2 separate regions of the Sus scrofa genome follow, and region 2 is linked to region 1. A link is a contact called in public HiChIP or PLAC-seq data. All regions are on one chromosome and are shown on one strand. The core of a region is the stretch at or near the end of the contact, and the rest is flanking DNA. Distances in the headings are between cores, read along the strand shown. Region 1 overlaps BZW2 (basic leucine zipper and W2 domains 2). Region 2 has its middle 90 kb from the start of AGR2.

The links. HiChIP or PLAC-seq counts read pairs in DNA pulled down with a chosen protein or histone mark.
Region 2: an H3K27ac HiChIP or PLAC-seq map of alveolar macrophages shows a contact between it and region 1. The contact joins two enhancer-like sites. A contact is called at or near these places in 14 of 47 Hi-C or Micro-C datasets (alveolar macrophages, brain, embryonic fibroblasts and 8 more) and 2 of 2 datasets of contacts at active chromatin or transcription factors (alveolar macrophages and skeletal muscle).

What each region holds. Positions count from the first base shown.
Region 1 is chr9:85,930,309-85,937,492 of Sscrofa11.1, forward strand. It overlaps BZW2 (basic leucine zipper and W2 domains 2), which reads left to right. Exons shown (of 12, transcript NM_001245007.1): 7 at 690-799; 8 at 5,192-5,362; 9 at 7,068-7,184. Among named protein-coding and RNA genes, the nearest start is that of BZW2, 46 kb to the left of the region's middle. Within about 2 kb of position 4,428, at least 6 of the 83 cell types and tissues checked have an H3K27ac peak or open chromatin away from gene starts, as enhancers often do. A contact at or near this core is called in alveolar macrophages, where this site is marked.
Region 2 is chr9:86,140,577-86,147,760 of Sscrofa11.1, forward strand. No RefSeq gene overlaps it. Among named protein-coding and RNA genes, the nearest start is that of AGR2, 90 kb to the left of the region's middle. Within about 2 kb of position 2,450, at least 6 of the 83 cell types and tissues checked have an H3K27ac peak or open chromatin away from gene starts, as enhancers often do. A contact at or near this core is called in alveolar macrophages, where this site is marked.

The DNA.
Region 1 (7,184 bases), core at 3,178-5,677:
AGTATGTGATTGAGTGGATTCCTGATTAATATTGTTATTTTTAAAATGTCTCTAAAAATACCCAGAAAAGATCTCAGCTTAAAACAGCACTGACATTTTTATAGCTTAGTTCATGAATATTTTAAAATGCTTTTTACAAAAAGTAAAACTGTAAAGTAAATGATGCATGTTCATCTCGAGCTTTATTTATTTATACCTGTCACTATTAATGTTCTTTCCCTGGTATCATTTATCAGCAAATTAGTTGACATGTTGACATTTCAGTTTTATGGCTCATGATTTATTTGTTGTGCCTCAGAATCACTGTTATAAATATAAAATACTGGTGAACCACAGGGTGAAATAGGGGCAAAACACTAGAGAACACTTGGCTTTGAATCTGTTTTTGACCAAGGTAAAGATAGTAGATAGATAGATAGATTTACAATTTTAACAGGTTGGAACTAGAGAGTTTAACTTGGAAAAATATTTAACTCCCCCCTCCACCTGTCTCATGAAAATGTTCTCTTTTGAGTAATGGATAGTACAGTGCCAGTGCCTAGAGAGCTTTCTGTTTTTCCTTTGTACCAAATCAAATCTTTGAGTAATTTACTCTTCTCAGTCTACTTAATAGGAAATGTTGACTTATGCATCATCACAAATGGTTTTTCTTATAAAATTTTTTTCTCTCCCTTTTTTTTTTTAAACAGGCATTGCAGCCTCATTTGCTGTCAAGCTTTTTAAAGCATGGATGGCAGAAAAAGATGCCAACTCTGTTACCTCCTCTTTGAGAAAAGCCAACTTAGACAAGAGGCTGCTTGTAAGTTTTGTCTGGACAAAGAGTTAAATGTTCATGCTTCTTCCGTGGCTCTGTCAATGCCTGCAATGTAATACACAACTGAAATGCCTGGGTCTGTGTTGAATTGGAACATGGTTCCTTTTATTTCTGTATTTTTGGCAGATAGAACCTAATTCCATTTTAATACATAAATGCAATGATAAAATTAAAGAGTCATAGGAAATACAGAGACTTTCAAATTTGGAAGTTTGTTGACATAAAGATAGCATTTATCAGAATTAACTCCTTTGCAGCTAATAACTATAGAAATTTGAAGTTTTAATATGAAATTTATTTTATTTTAAATCTGTTTTTTGTTTTTTGTTTTTTGTTTTTTTTTGTCTTTTGCCATTTTCTTGGGCCGCTCCTGCGGCATATGGAGGTTCCCAGGCTAGGGGTCAAATCAGAGCTGTAGCCGCTGGCCTACACCAGAGCCACAGCAACGCGAGATCCGCGCCGCGTCTGCAACCTACACCACAGCTCACGGCAACGCCAGATTGTTACCCCACTGAGCAAGGCCAGGGATCGAACCTGCAACCTCATGGTTCCTAGTCGGGTTTGTTAACCCCAGCGCCATGACGGGAACTCCTTAATATGAAATTTAAAGTCACATTTGTCCCACCTAATTAGACATTTATAATTACCTTGGGTCGTAGTTGAGTGACACTGATCTTATATATAGGTTAGTTTGTTAACAGAATAGAAGTTTAACAAGACTCCTTATCTATACCAAGATTCCTTGGTAATACTTAAGATATTTAAGAAAGTAAACAAGTAAATTGTAGTTAATTTGAAGCTCCCACTATCACAATTGCTTGATTATATTTTTTGCTTCTCTATCTTTATATTTTTCAAAGAAAATCAAGAAAAGTATTTGTCCCCATAATTTCTATCTGCTCCCTATAATTTCTTTCTGCTAGAAGCAACAGCTGTGCAGAAGACAGAGCTTTCTCCAAGTGAAATTCTTTTTACAATTTTAGGGCAAAGTCTGAAATTAAAAGACACCCCTACCATCTTCTCTTAATCTAGTTCCTTATCTGGTTTCTCTTCCAGTGTGTTCTACTGTGCTAGGGTATTGATCCATGGGATAATTCTAAATCTGACTCACTGTAAACTCTTGGATTTTCAATGATTTAAAATTGCTTTATCTCTTGAAGTTTACCTTAAAATATCCCTATTTGTGTCTCAGAAGTCTTTAGAATATGATAAAAATAAGTATGATTCTTATTAATTTCTGCCACTGATAAAAAGTTTCATTCAGCATATATTTAAATGCCTGCTCTGTGCCAGGCACAGTCCTAGAAGCTATGGCAGTTATTGAAGACAAGTCATTAGGTTGCTGATGTGGGTGGAAGTTCCTGTGAAGGAGCATATTCCTGTCCTTGATTCTGTGAGTTAGCTGTATCTTGGTAAGGCCCTGCTGAGATCTACATGCTGCTTTGTTCTGGGACTCAGGCTAAAGGAGAAGCTCCCATGTGCGCTATTCTAGCCTCATGGCAGAGGGCAGGAACATAGACTGATGTGAGCCCTTCTGGTGCTTTAAAAGCTCACTTTCTCTGGCCAAAAGAAGTCACTGAGAAGCCTGGCAGTGGGGTGGGAAGATTTAGTCCACGTACGGGCTAGTTCTCCAGCTGTGAAGGCAGGTGTAGCAAGGAGGGGCTTCATTTAAACAAGTGTTTAAAGGAGAGGGGTTGAATGATAGAAACAAAGATACAGTCTATTACAACTTAGCACAAGACTCATCTCATTTAACTGTTCTTACAGTTTCTTCGTCTATATATATAATTGAATATGAAAAGCATAGGTGGCAGTTTCTACCAGAAACGCTGTAATCTCTGTGAGGACACAGTGACCGTCCACACTAGACCGTGCCTGCCTGGTATTTGCTGACTCGCAAATGAATGAGGAAATAGGGTCATTCTATCATCACGGAGGAAATTTTTGTTTCATTAACACATATAACAAAATGTTCTCTGTGTTAGCACATTTTGGGGAAAAGTAGCGTATTCTCAAAGTTTAGCAATTACCTCCCTCTGTAATATAGAAGCAAGAAAAGTACATATCAACTCTGAGGATAGAGGAGATGGGAAACATCATTTCCCCATCCCTGGAACAGGGAACACTGATCAAGACATTGGCCAGAAACTTTTCTAGGAGCTGAAGATACTAAAGAAATCAAACAACAGACCCTTGCCTTTATGGACCTTACATTCTATTGCAGGACAGGCAGGAAGTGAAATAAACAATTAAATACATGGTGTAAGAAAAAGTGAAAAGTGCTCCGAGGAAAACACTTAGTAGGAAGCACCGAGGTGCATCCATTGCACTATGGGAAGTCCTCTCTGATAAGGTGACATTTGTGTCAGGGAGTGAGCTATCTGGGGAGCTCCAGCAAGAGGATGCCAGATAAAGGCAACAGCAAATGCAGAGGCTTTGAGGCTTGATGTGTCAGGTCAGCAAGAGAGAGGGTACCTGGCAAGAGCAAAAGTGTAGACGATCAGCTAAGACTCATAGTGGGTCCTATATCATCCAGGAACTTTAGCCTTTATTCTGAGTAAGATAGGAAATTTGGGGAGACTTCTCTGCAGCATGTGCATAGTGTGATTTGGGGTTTTGACAGAATCACTGCCTGTTGCATTGGGAGTAGATTCAGGAACAAAGGGCAGAAGCAGAGAGACTGTAACTTAGGGATAAGGTGATAGAAGTTTTGTACCTGGGTAGGATTTTTCTAACAAATGCAGACCACGTTCCAAGTTTGTAAATGTCATAATCTGATTTACACTGATTTTGCCTCAGTTTAACCTCAATAGTAATTTTCACTATATTATGTATCATTCATAAGGACTTTAGATATCATTCATAAATAAACCACCAATAACATGTTTGACATATTACTCTAAACATAATCTTTGATCAGACTTTGTAGTCACATTCTTCCTAAGTTGAATATTGAATGCTGACATGAGTAGCAGAGTAATTATTGCCTTTGGGGATTGCATAGCTATGTCCTTAAATATTTCCTGCTGCGTAATATGGGTCAAGCTGCTTAACCTTGTTAAGACAGTTTATTTTTCTATGAAAATTAATATATTACACAAGTATGAGTAATCTGCCCACCACATCTTGGTTCACAGAAGAAATCCAATATTGAATTAGTTCCCTGCCCCTCAAATTTGGAGGACCTCTTCAAAGCTAGAACAGATATTGGTGACAACATTTCACTCAGGTTTGAAATGTTTGCTTTAACACAAATGCGTGTTTGATAGCTGCTCCCACCAGCTCTGCTCTGACATTTTGAAACTCATGACTCATCAAGGCAAATTATGGATGATGATATAGAGACTATTGAAATTTGAGTCATGACATAGAAGCCATCTGGATCTGTTACTATACCTGGTGGCAAACTCATGACAGTTTTTTCTGCTGAGATTTTTATTGAAGCCACATAGCCATTGACCACACACATGCACACTCAAATCTAACCATCATAAAAGTTTGGATCTATTTTGTAGACTCTGCAGCAGTCTGAAAAATGTAAGAGCTTGAAAACTGCCTTACTTTCTTAGTTGGGTGTTGGAGTCACACAGAATTAGAACATGACTAAGTGTTGTTACTAAGACTCTGCCAAACTGTGTAAGGTGAAATGGAAATGAGGGAAAAATATGACAGCAGCTATAGTGTATTGCTCTTTTTAAAAATTTCCAGCAGAATTATGTAATGAATTGAAGAGTTGATAGGGCAGGTTTACATTAGATCTGGCCATGAACATAATTTAGAGCCACCATCATTAACAGATATAACAAAAATTCTCTTTAGCTCTTGAGCTAGTTTTTTAGAATAATAGCATTTTCTTAGAATGTGAATAGAGGTCCTTGAGATGATAATAGTCAGTGTTGTTTTCTAATATCTTGAATCATTTCAACATTACAAAAACTAGCCTTTGTCTGTTAACTCATAATTAAGGAAACAGTGATTAATGGTTTTTTTCCTGTGAGTTTAAAACAATCCATATGTTATTCAGAGTTATCATGCTATTTGTATTTAATTTAGCAAGTTTAGCTCTGTATTTATACATGCTAATACTTTGATTAAAGTTAAAAAAAAAAGGGGAATAACAGTTTCCAAATGAGGGAAAGTAGTTTATGTAAGTTGCTTAGCATTTTCTATTCTCTTTCTTTGTCAGATTGCCTAATTTTGGAAGGTGCTTAGCAAATGCTAAAAATGTAAGCCCAAGATTTATTCTTTTGAAAAACCAATCCTTTTTTTTCCAAATAGGCGATATTCTAAGTGCTACTTTAATATGAAAATTTTGTTCTTTATGCTTGCTGGAATTTGAATAGCTTGTTGTATAACAGTATCTCTTTTCTCTCTCAGGAACTCTTTCCAGTTAACAGGCAGAGTGTGGATCATTTTGCTAAATACTTCACTGACGCAGGTCTGAAGGAGCTTTCTGACTTCCTCAGAGTCCAGCAGTCCCTGGGCACCAGGAAGGAGCTGCAGAAGGAGCTCCAAGAGCGTCTTTCTCAGGAATGCCCCATCAAGGAGGTGGGGACCGTGGGCTCACATTGCCGTGAGCCCGTGCAGCACCTTTACCTTCCTTTAGGAGACCTTTCTTTGTCTATTATTGTGAATTTGATGCTCTTTTTATACCATTAGCTCAATTTCAAAGTATTGATTCAGAATCCTCCAGGAAGTTCCAGAAATTAATGGTTATTTCCACACAAGGGGCTGTCTACCAGGCTGCTGTGGTTGTCAAAATATTTCATCTGTCCAAGAGATTTACTATTCATTATCAGTATGTCCCATTTTATGGTGCTTTCCCCATTTATTGCAGATTACATAATATGGTATTAAGTACTGGGTTAATGTATGTAAGTCTTAATTTTAAGGCAAACAAAAGGGTTGATTTTATATTCATATTACAGGAAAAGACTAGTTGAACCAGTGGCCTGTTGGCTCCCACTCATAATAGCTGCATAATCCCATAATGTAAATTCCACATTTTTGCGTAGCTAAAGTCCATATGGCTGTGACTGTATCTTCTTCAAGTCATGCCTGAAGAAAACTTCCTATTTGAACTTTAAAAACTTCTACATCACAATTTAAAAATTGCATAAAGTGTCCTTTTCTTTTGCCATTTATTCCCAAGTCCCAAGCCCTCACTACCCTGCGTGCTCTCTGTCTTGCTGGGCACGTTATGGGATTTAAGCCTGGAGAATTGCAGACTGACATTGTCCAGCAGGTGGAGGTGTTGGTCCTAAGTCTCATGGCAATAAGGTCAGCGATATATTCAATAACATTTTTCTAAGCAAGTGAACATGATTTTCCATGGGGGAAAAGCAAACCAAATAACACTTCAGTACTTTTACATACAGAGATAGCACCTTTCTTTGCAGCTTTCCCCTGCCAGCTGGGGGACTGGAACATCCCAGTTCCTTGTCTTCTCAAAGGCTGTTTAACCCATTGCTGATCCTCTGCAACCCAGGCCAGTAGGAAAGAAAGCAATGCGTTTTCACCACCACCCCCCCAAAGGAAAAAAATAGTTGTTCTCCTCACAAAGTAGTACACTTGAATATATTATGGTTTTTAATCATTTGTGAGGCCCTCACCTCTTTGTAGTTTTATTTCAAAAGGAGAAAGATTTTTTTTCCCCAGTAAGTGGTATAAAATACATTGTTCAGCAGATTTTATACCATAGCATCAGATTTTAGGATACAAGTGCATATTTAAAAGTAATTCTGAAGAGGAAATAGCCTGCTGGGCTGCTGTTGCTGCGTTGATCTTTATTTACATGGGGCATGAGGACCAGCAAGAATGGTTATTAAAGAATGAATTATAGAGAAGGCCTTATATAAACCCAAGACATTTGTCATCAAGAGGTTTAGAGTTGAGGGTTGAAAGTAGAAATTCACAGCTCTGTTGCCTCCTTCAAACCCCACGAAGTCAAACTGGTTTAAATAATTCCTGCCCTGCTCCACTCAAAGGGGTTCCTGCCGATAAAAAGAATAAGCCCTCAGAAATGAAGATTATCTCCTATTTCCTATTAACCAGCAGCTCCTGGCCAGAGTTAAGCCTATTAATTTTGGAACTAAAAATAAATCTTTGAGAACAAATTGTGTTTTTCCTCCCTCTGGTAACTGGAGAGTATATGCCAGGAAGGGAGCAGAATATTTGTATCTGACCAGGCTCAGCGAGAGGGGAGCTCCCCAGCCGCCTGTTACTCTCTGACTCTTGTCTCCATGCAATGCAGGTGGTGCTCTACGTTAAAGAAGAAATGAAGAGGAATGATCTTCCGGAGACAGCGGTGATTGGACTCCTATGGACCTGTATCATGAACGCTGTGGAGTGGAACAAGAAGGAGGAACTT
Region 2 (7,184 bases), core at 1,200-3,699, 210 kb after region 1:
AGATCTCACATTGCTATGGCTGTGGTGCAGGTCGGCAGCTGTAGCTTTAATTTGACCCCTAGCCTGGGAACTTCCATATGCCGTGGGTGCATATGGAAAAAACAACAAAACAACAAAAAACAAAAAACAAAAAAACCAAACCAAACCAAACCATACATGCATATAAACATACACAAACACATACAACACCTTTCATTTCAACTTGATCACATTTCTCCTCCCCACACCCCCGCCTACATAACCCCAAACCTGTGCATGAAAAACCTTGATTTTTCTCTGCTTTAATTGGAGAAATGGGTGGGGGCTTTGTTTGGTCCCTAGATCCCTGTCTGTCACGAGCAAATGGGAGCTGGTGGCCTCAGCCTGAAACAGTCTGAGCACGTCTCACTGTAAAACCAGCATTTGTTCTGCTTTCCTTAGCCAAGTTCCACATCTCCAAGCAATACAGAATACAGGATGGTAGAATGGTCTGTACCAGAGCTGAGTTCAAATTTCTCTTTCTGGTAATAAGTCTTTGAGTTTCTATCTTTCCAATGATCTCTTTTGTGGTCTCAAGGATATTTCATCAGAGTAAGTTCAAGGGGCTGAGTTTCTTCACTCTAGCAGTTTCTGTATGATAAATCTGGGTTTGCGCATACCCAGCCTGGGAATGGGAACTCAGCTGGAATCCCACCTCTTTCCCCCCTTCCATTACAGTTTATAAAAGGTGATGTCAGTGTGATGAAAGATGCCAAAATGTGTACTGGAAATAGGCCTAGAGGGTTGCTTCCAGTGACTGGCTCCCCGGCCAATTACATAAGTGCTTCCCTGTTACCATATCTGGGATCCCATCTGGAGCTTTGACGTGTCAGATATTGGATATCACTCTTGGAACTGAACTTGTAGGGATGGATTTATAAATAAAGTTCACGAAAGACTCATTAAACAAAACCTGAAAGCCAGTTTATCATTTAGCATGAAAAACATTTTAGTTTCCAACAGGAGAGGTTAAAGCAGTGACCTTTGGAATCAAACAAGCAGTGCCTCTGGTCTGAGGCCTTGGTTTGATCAAATGGGAATCAGCATGGTACCTACACAATGGGGTTGTGAGCAAATTGATGGGAAGAATGCAGGCAAGTGTTTGGTTGGTTTAAATGGGGTCACCGTGATGAAGCTCATTATTCACACCATTTTACAACAGACCTGGACCCAGGATGTCTGACCCCATTTCTGAAAGAACTTTGTAGCCCTGGGTCTCGTGGTGGGCTTCCTAAGAGGGTCGCTCCACTGTCCAGGGCTGCCTGCCATCAGCCTACTTTGCCTTACATGAAAGTGCAAATGTAACTTTCAAACCTGATTATCCATCAGACTGGAAGATGCAGTTCTGGATATCCATTTCTTTTGAATCTTTTGCTACTAAATTTAAAATCTCCAGGCAATTTTGCCTTTTTATAGACCAGGGTGTTTTTCTCAGGTCAGTATTTGCGATTAAAGTGACACGTAGAAATTGAAGTCCAAAAACCACTTAAAGAGTTTCAGACTTCCCCACTTCTCTCTTTTTCACCATCTTCTAACTTAGAACCCTTCTCAGACATTTTTCTTTCAAGCATGACTTTTGTGCATTTTATGCCTCTTCTGCTCCCTCTTGATGATTTTATGTAAGTAAAACCTTTTTTTTTTTTTAATTAAGTAAAAACTTTTAAGGTAAGTAATCTCCTTTTCTGAACTCACTTTTTCTTTGGAAAATTTTCATCTCAATATGTTTCCCTGTTTCTTTGGGTTTCAATCACTTCAGCTTTGATTCTTATAGTAGATGATTATTAGAATATAAAAGGTGCCAGTAGAGAATCTTAGGAAGGAAACTGAGTGAGAATCCAGGAGACCTGGTTGTGTTCGCAGCTCTAGCTCTGCCTGACCTTGGACAAACCACTTCCTCCCTTTAATGCTAGTTATTCTATTTAATTTTTGGCCATACCTGTGGCACATCATGGAAGTTCCCAGGCCAGGGATCTAATCAGCCTCGGCAGTGACCGGAGCCACTGCAGTCAGATCCTTAACCCACAGTGCCACAGTGGGAACCCTGTAATACCAGTTATTTTACTAATTAATTAGGAATGATGTCTGCTTTACCCATCTTGCTCAGTTCTTGGGAGAAAAAAAATGAAAGACTCTAGTGTTTGAAAATGATGAAATCAATGCAAATTATTGCAGAATGGAACAAGTCTGGCTGGGTTCTAGCCTGCAGCTTCCAGCCACTAACATGTCATTTATTTTCTCTGAATCACAGTCTCCTTAACTCTAATTGGGGTGATATATCACTCTTTTTTCTAAGGTTCAAATGAAAGGGACAAAAGGAGCTGCAAGCATCCTATAAACTGCAAAATACCCCATGAGTGTGAAAGTGACACCAGAGGATTCTACTACTTCCTTGTTCTGTGTGATCAGGCAAATCAGGCACTTGTTAGGCCTCTAATTCCTTATTGGGACCTGAGGCAACAATTAATCACCATCTATTTAGAAATCTGTTTATACAGATACATATATACACATATGTGTTTTTCTTAATAACAGCAATACTTCAGACTCAGAAATACTATGCAAGTGTGTTGTGACATGATTTCTTCAACTGTAATGACATTTGTTTTTAACTGGTTCATGAAATCTTAATTTTTGTTAGAAATGATTTCCAGGCAACATTCCTTGAACTTAAAGTGAAACCAAATTCCTAGGTGTTGAATAAATCCTGATCCATTAAAATCTGTTTTAGTTTTGTTTGTCAAAACGGAAGTGAGGCATGAATGGCCTGGGCAGGGCCGAGGATTTGAGGCTCTGGGAGACATTCTTCAAGGTGTTGCTTTCAAGTCAATACTCTACCTAAAGCCACCCAGGGTGACCCTCCTCCTCCTCCCCACAGGACAGACAAGGTTTATATCAGTAACCAGAGAAGGGGATGACATTGTTGCACTGTCCTCTAAGCATCATTTTCTCATTTTCTAGTACTGCTAAACCTTGATTTTGAATAGGTAAAAAAAAGATCAGGTGGGATATCAGCTGAAAAATCTCTGAACCTTATGTGGTTGGTCTTTGGGATGAGAAATGTTACAATGTGAAACGGAGAATACAGCAATTCATCTCTTTCCTATTCCTAGGTTAGAGTTGCCCAGTGAAGGTGGGCTTTGCCCCAGGAACCCATAGGGATGTGTAGCTACATGTGTGTGAAGGGTGCTAGCCTGCATCAGTAACGTGAATGCCCTCTAAAGTGTTGGGTTTACTTTTAACCCCCTTCTATCGTTGCATCTACTTTTGATAATACAGTCAGTGACTACACAGCTCTGCTTAGTGCCACAGCAGTGATTACTAGTCAGTGGTTAAATTTTGAGGAAGTCTAACAAATGGATTTCTGAGTCATTCACTCTCAAAAGGTATGCATGCCTTGTACAACACTGGGAATATAGCTAATATTTTGTAATAATTGTAAGTGGAATGTAACCTTTAAAAAATGTATAAAAACTAAAAAATTTTTAAAAACTAGTTACTCTTCATGTAAACAGATGGTCAGAGGTTTTTGGATGGAACCTTATAATCAAGTGACGTCTTGAGAGGTTTGTAAAATCTGCACAGGCCACTTGGTGGTGCTCATGACAGTCTTTGGGATGAGAAGACTGTCTGAAAAGAAAAAAGAAAAGACACACATCTTCACAGCTGTGACATTTTAGTTCTGCTTTACTGAACAAAAAGTGGTTCATTTCCAAATTTGATCCTAAATTTGAAACCACAGTATACTATAAAACCTTGAACATTCCTGAGAAAACAGTTTGAGGTGGAGTTCGTTTGTATGGTTCCAGAATGATCTCCTGTCAACAGCCTCTTTGCACAACAGAGAATTATAAATACAAGCTGTGGCTAAAAGTTATTTTAGCATGTCAAGTCCAAGCAAACCATGACTGGAATTCTAATGACCTTCTGTAGTTAGAAAAATGGTCAAAATATTAAAGAATCAAATTCACAGGGAACAAAGAGTATTCTTTTCCTCACTTATGAAATCCAGTGATGACAAGGATTCAGAAATCTATAGGCAGGATATCTCTCTTGCATGAGGTCTGTTTAAAAAGCACAAGATGAGCACAACCAGGCAGTTTTCCTAAAATAGTTTTGATTTATTTATAAGTCAGTACTGGACACCAGGGTTCATATCTTATGTGTGTCTCTATATACACTTACAAAGCTAATGCCTGTCCTTTATTTGCCCTTATATTGTATAAAGAAAATGTGAGTCTCAACCACCACCCCCAGTACATCTTCTTTATGGGAGTTCCCAGGCTAGGGGTCGCACTGGAGCTGCAGCTGCCGGCCCGCACCACAGTCACAGCCGTAGCAACGCCAGATCCAAGCTGTGTCTGAGACCTACAGCACAGCTCAGGGCAAATGGCCGGATCCTTAACCCACTGAGAGAGGCCAGGAATTGAACCCGCATTCTCATGGATCCTAGTCGGGTTCGTTGCTGCTGAGCCATGATGGGAACTCCTCCCAGCACATTTTCTATTAACTCTGTGAAAATCTGATTCCTTCTTCACAAAAAAATAAAGTCATATTTTTTAAAAAGCAAGACCAGATAAAACCTCAAATAAATGGCTTTTTAATGACATAATAAAAGCCACGCTCCCTATTGGGCCAACACTGCATGGCTTCTGCCTATTTCTCCTGCCTGCTCTCTCGCAACACTTCTCTTTATTCCTGAGGCTCCAGATTCCCTGGTTTTCCTCAAGCTCCTCCAATTTGCCCATGTCCTTCTGGCCTCAGGACACAGGCACGTGCTCTTTTCTCTTCCTGGAAGCCCTGCTGCAGGTCTTTCTTTAGATGACTTCTCTTCATCCTCAAGTTCTCAGGTAAAATGCAATCTCCTTGGAGAGGCCTTACCCCTATCTTAAGTGGTTTCCCTGTTATTTTCGGACATTTGTTTTGTTTTCGAGCCCCACCCCCCAACATTTATCTGCTTACCAAAGTTTGTAGTTATTTTTGTTGTTGTGTTTACTTTTTTTAAAAAATTAAATGTTTAATTTTTTCTCTTCTTAAATTTTTGTCTTTTTAGGGCCACACCTGTGGCATATAGAGATTCCCAGGCTAAGGGTAGAATCAGAGCTACAGCTGCTGGCCTATGCCACAGCCGCAGCAACGCCAGATCCAAGCCACATCTTCTACCTATACCACCGCTCAGGGCAATGCCAGATCCTTAACCCACTGAGCAAGGCCAGGGATTGAACCTGTATCCTCATAGGTATTAGTTGGGTTTGTTAACTGGTGAGCCACAATGGGAACTCCTCTTTATTTTGTTTTATTTTACATTTTTGTTTTTTTAGGGCTGCACAGGCAGCATATGGAAGTTCCCAGGCTAGGGGTGAAATTGGAGCTGTAGCTGCTGGACTACGCCACAGCCACAGCAATGTCAGATCAGAACTGTGTCTATAATCTACACCACAGCTCACTGCAACACCAGATCCTTAACTCACTGAGCTAGACCAGGGATCAAACCCATAACCTCATGGTTCTTAGTTGGATTTGTTAACCACAGCCACAGCTACTCCAGATCAGAGCCTGGTGTAGCATCTGTGACCTACACCACAGCTCATGGCAACGGTGGATCCTTAACCTACTGAGGGAGGTCAGGGATCAAACCTGCATTCTCATGGTTCCTAGTCAGATTCGTTAACCACTGTGCCATGACGGGAACTCCCGTTTAGTTATTTTTAAAAGGAATTTTGTCTTAGTCTCTCAGTGTTCAAATTATTGCTGTACATATTGTGAACTGTGGACCTCGATTAATCTTGTGACTTTTCATACCTCAGTTTCCTCATCTGTAAAGTGGGCATGCTATTTACATCTTTGGGTCGTTGTGAAGAATAAACACGTTAGTACATGTGATGTGTATGGGACAGCCCTTGGCATATAATAAGACCCCAATTCCTGTCAGTCATTCTTAGTGCTATCACCATCACCATCTCTGGGTAGTGGAACGTTCTTCCCTTGTACATTTGCTTTCTCCTCTTTCCTTTACTTCAGGAGGGTTTCCCTCCTGAAATTCAGGCCAGACCTCCTAGGATTCCATTTCGTATTCCATTGCTCTGTTTATCCTCATAGCATTTTAAAACATTTTATATAGTTATCTCTTTATTGATAGTATCTCTTTCTCACTTGTAATTTAAGTTCCATGAATGCAAGGAGTTTGTTCACTATGTTTCAAGGTCGATCCAAGGCACGTATTAGACACTCAATGACTATCTGTTGCATGAGTGAGGAATTAAGACATCATTACCATCATCTTCTGTTTCCCTCTCTCACAAGTAAGCAGGAATTGTGTCTGTTTTGCTTCTCTGTAGGTACCTGGTATGGATCACATGCCCAGAAAAAAGTGCTCTGCGAAAGTTGGTTAAAGCAATGAATTAAAAAATGTGAAAAGCAGTATTTTGAGGCTTTGCCGAAATCATAGACATAGGAAATCTTAGCAATAAATATATTAGTGATTATTACCATTTCATCTCTTGGTGGTAATTGTGATGGTTTGTGATCAAATCTATTTCATAAAGAAGTATATTAATTTTTAAAATCCTATCACCTCAATTTTATTTTCTTGCATTCCCTTTCAGTCCAGTTTGTATATACAGAGAATGCACCCCCTTTATTTTTACACCCTTGGAATGAGAGATGACACAATATATATAGTACTTATCAAATGATCCAATCACATTAGCTTTACCAAGAATTTGGTGCAATGCACTTACCTATGTTCTTTCCCCCATCGCCCTCTTTAGTTTTTTAAATCTCTCAACTAGAGTCATTCTAAGTAGGAAGTCCAGTCATTGGATATCTATTGAACATCAAGCATTTAATTTTAAAGATGTCTTTACAAGTAAGATACAGTGTTCTCCATTAACACTTTAAGAGATACCACTAACACCAAACATTTATCTCTACGTTGTAAAGGCTGATGGTCCAGAAACTGAAGACATATCCTTTCCCCCTAGAATCTACAAGTCTATTGGTAGGAGTTTAGATACCTGTCCAAGACAGTTAAACATGTCAAGAAGGGCACATTAGGGTGCAGAGAAAGTAGAAACTGTACATTCAGGAAAAGAAGCAGTCCATCAATTCTCTGGGCCATAGGAAGCCAACTTCAAGTAGAGTTGCCAGCACCCAATGTTTGTATTTTG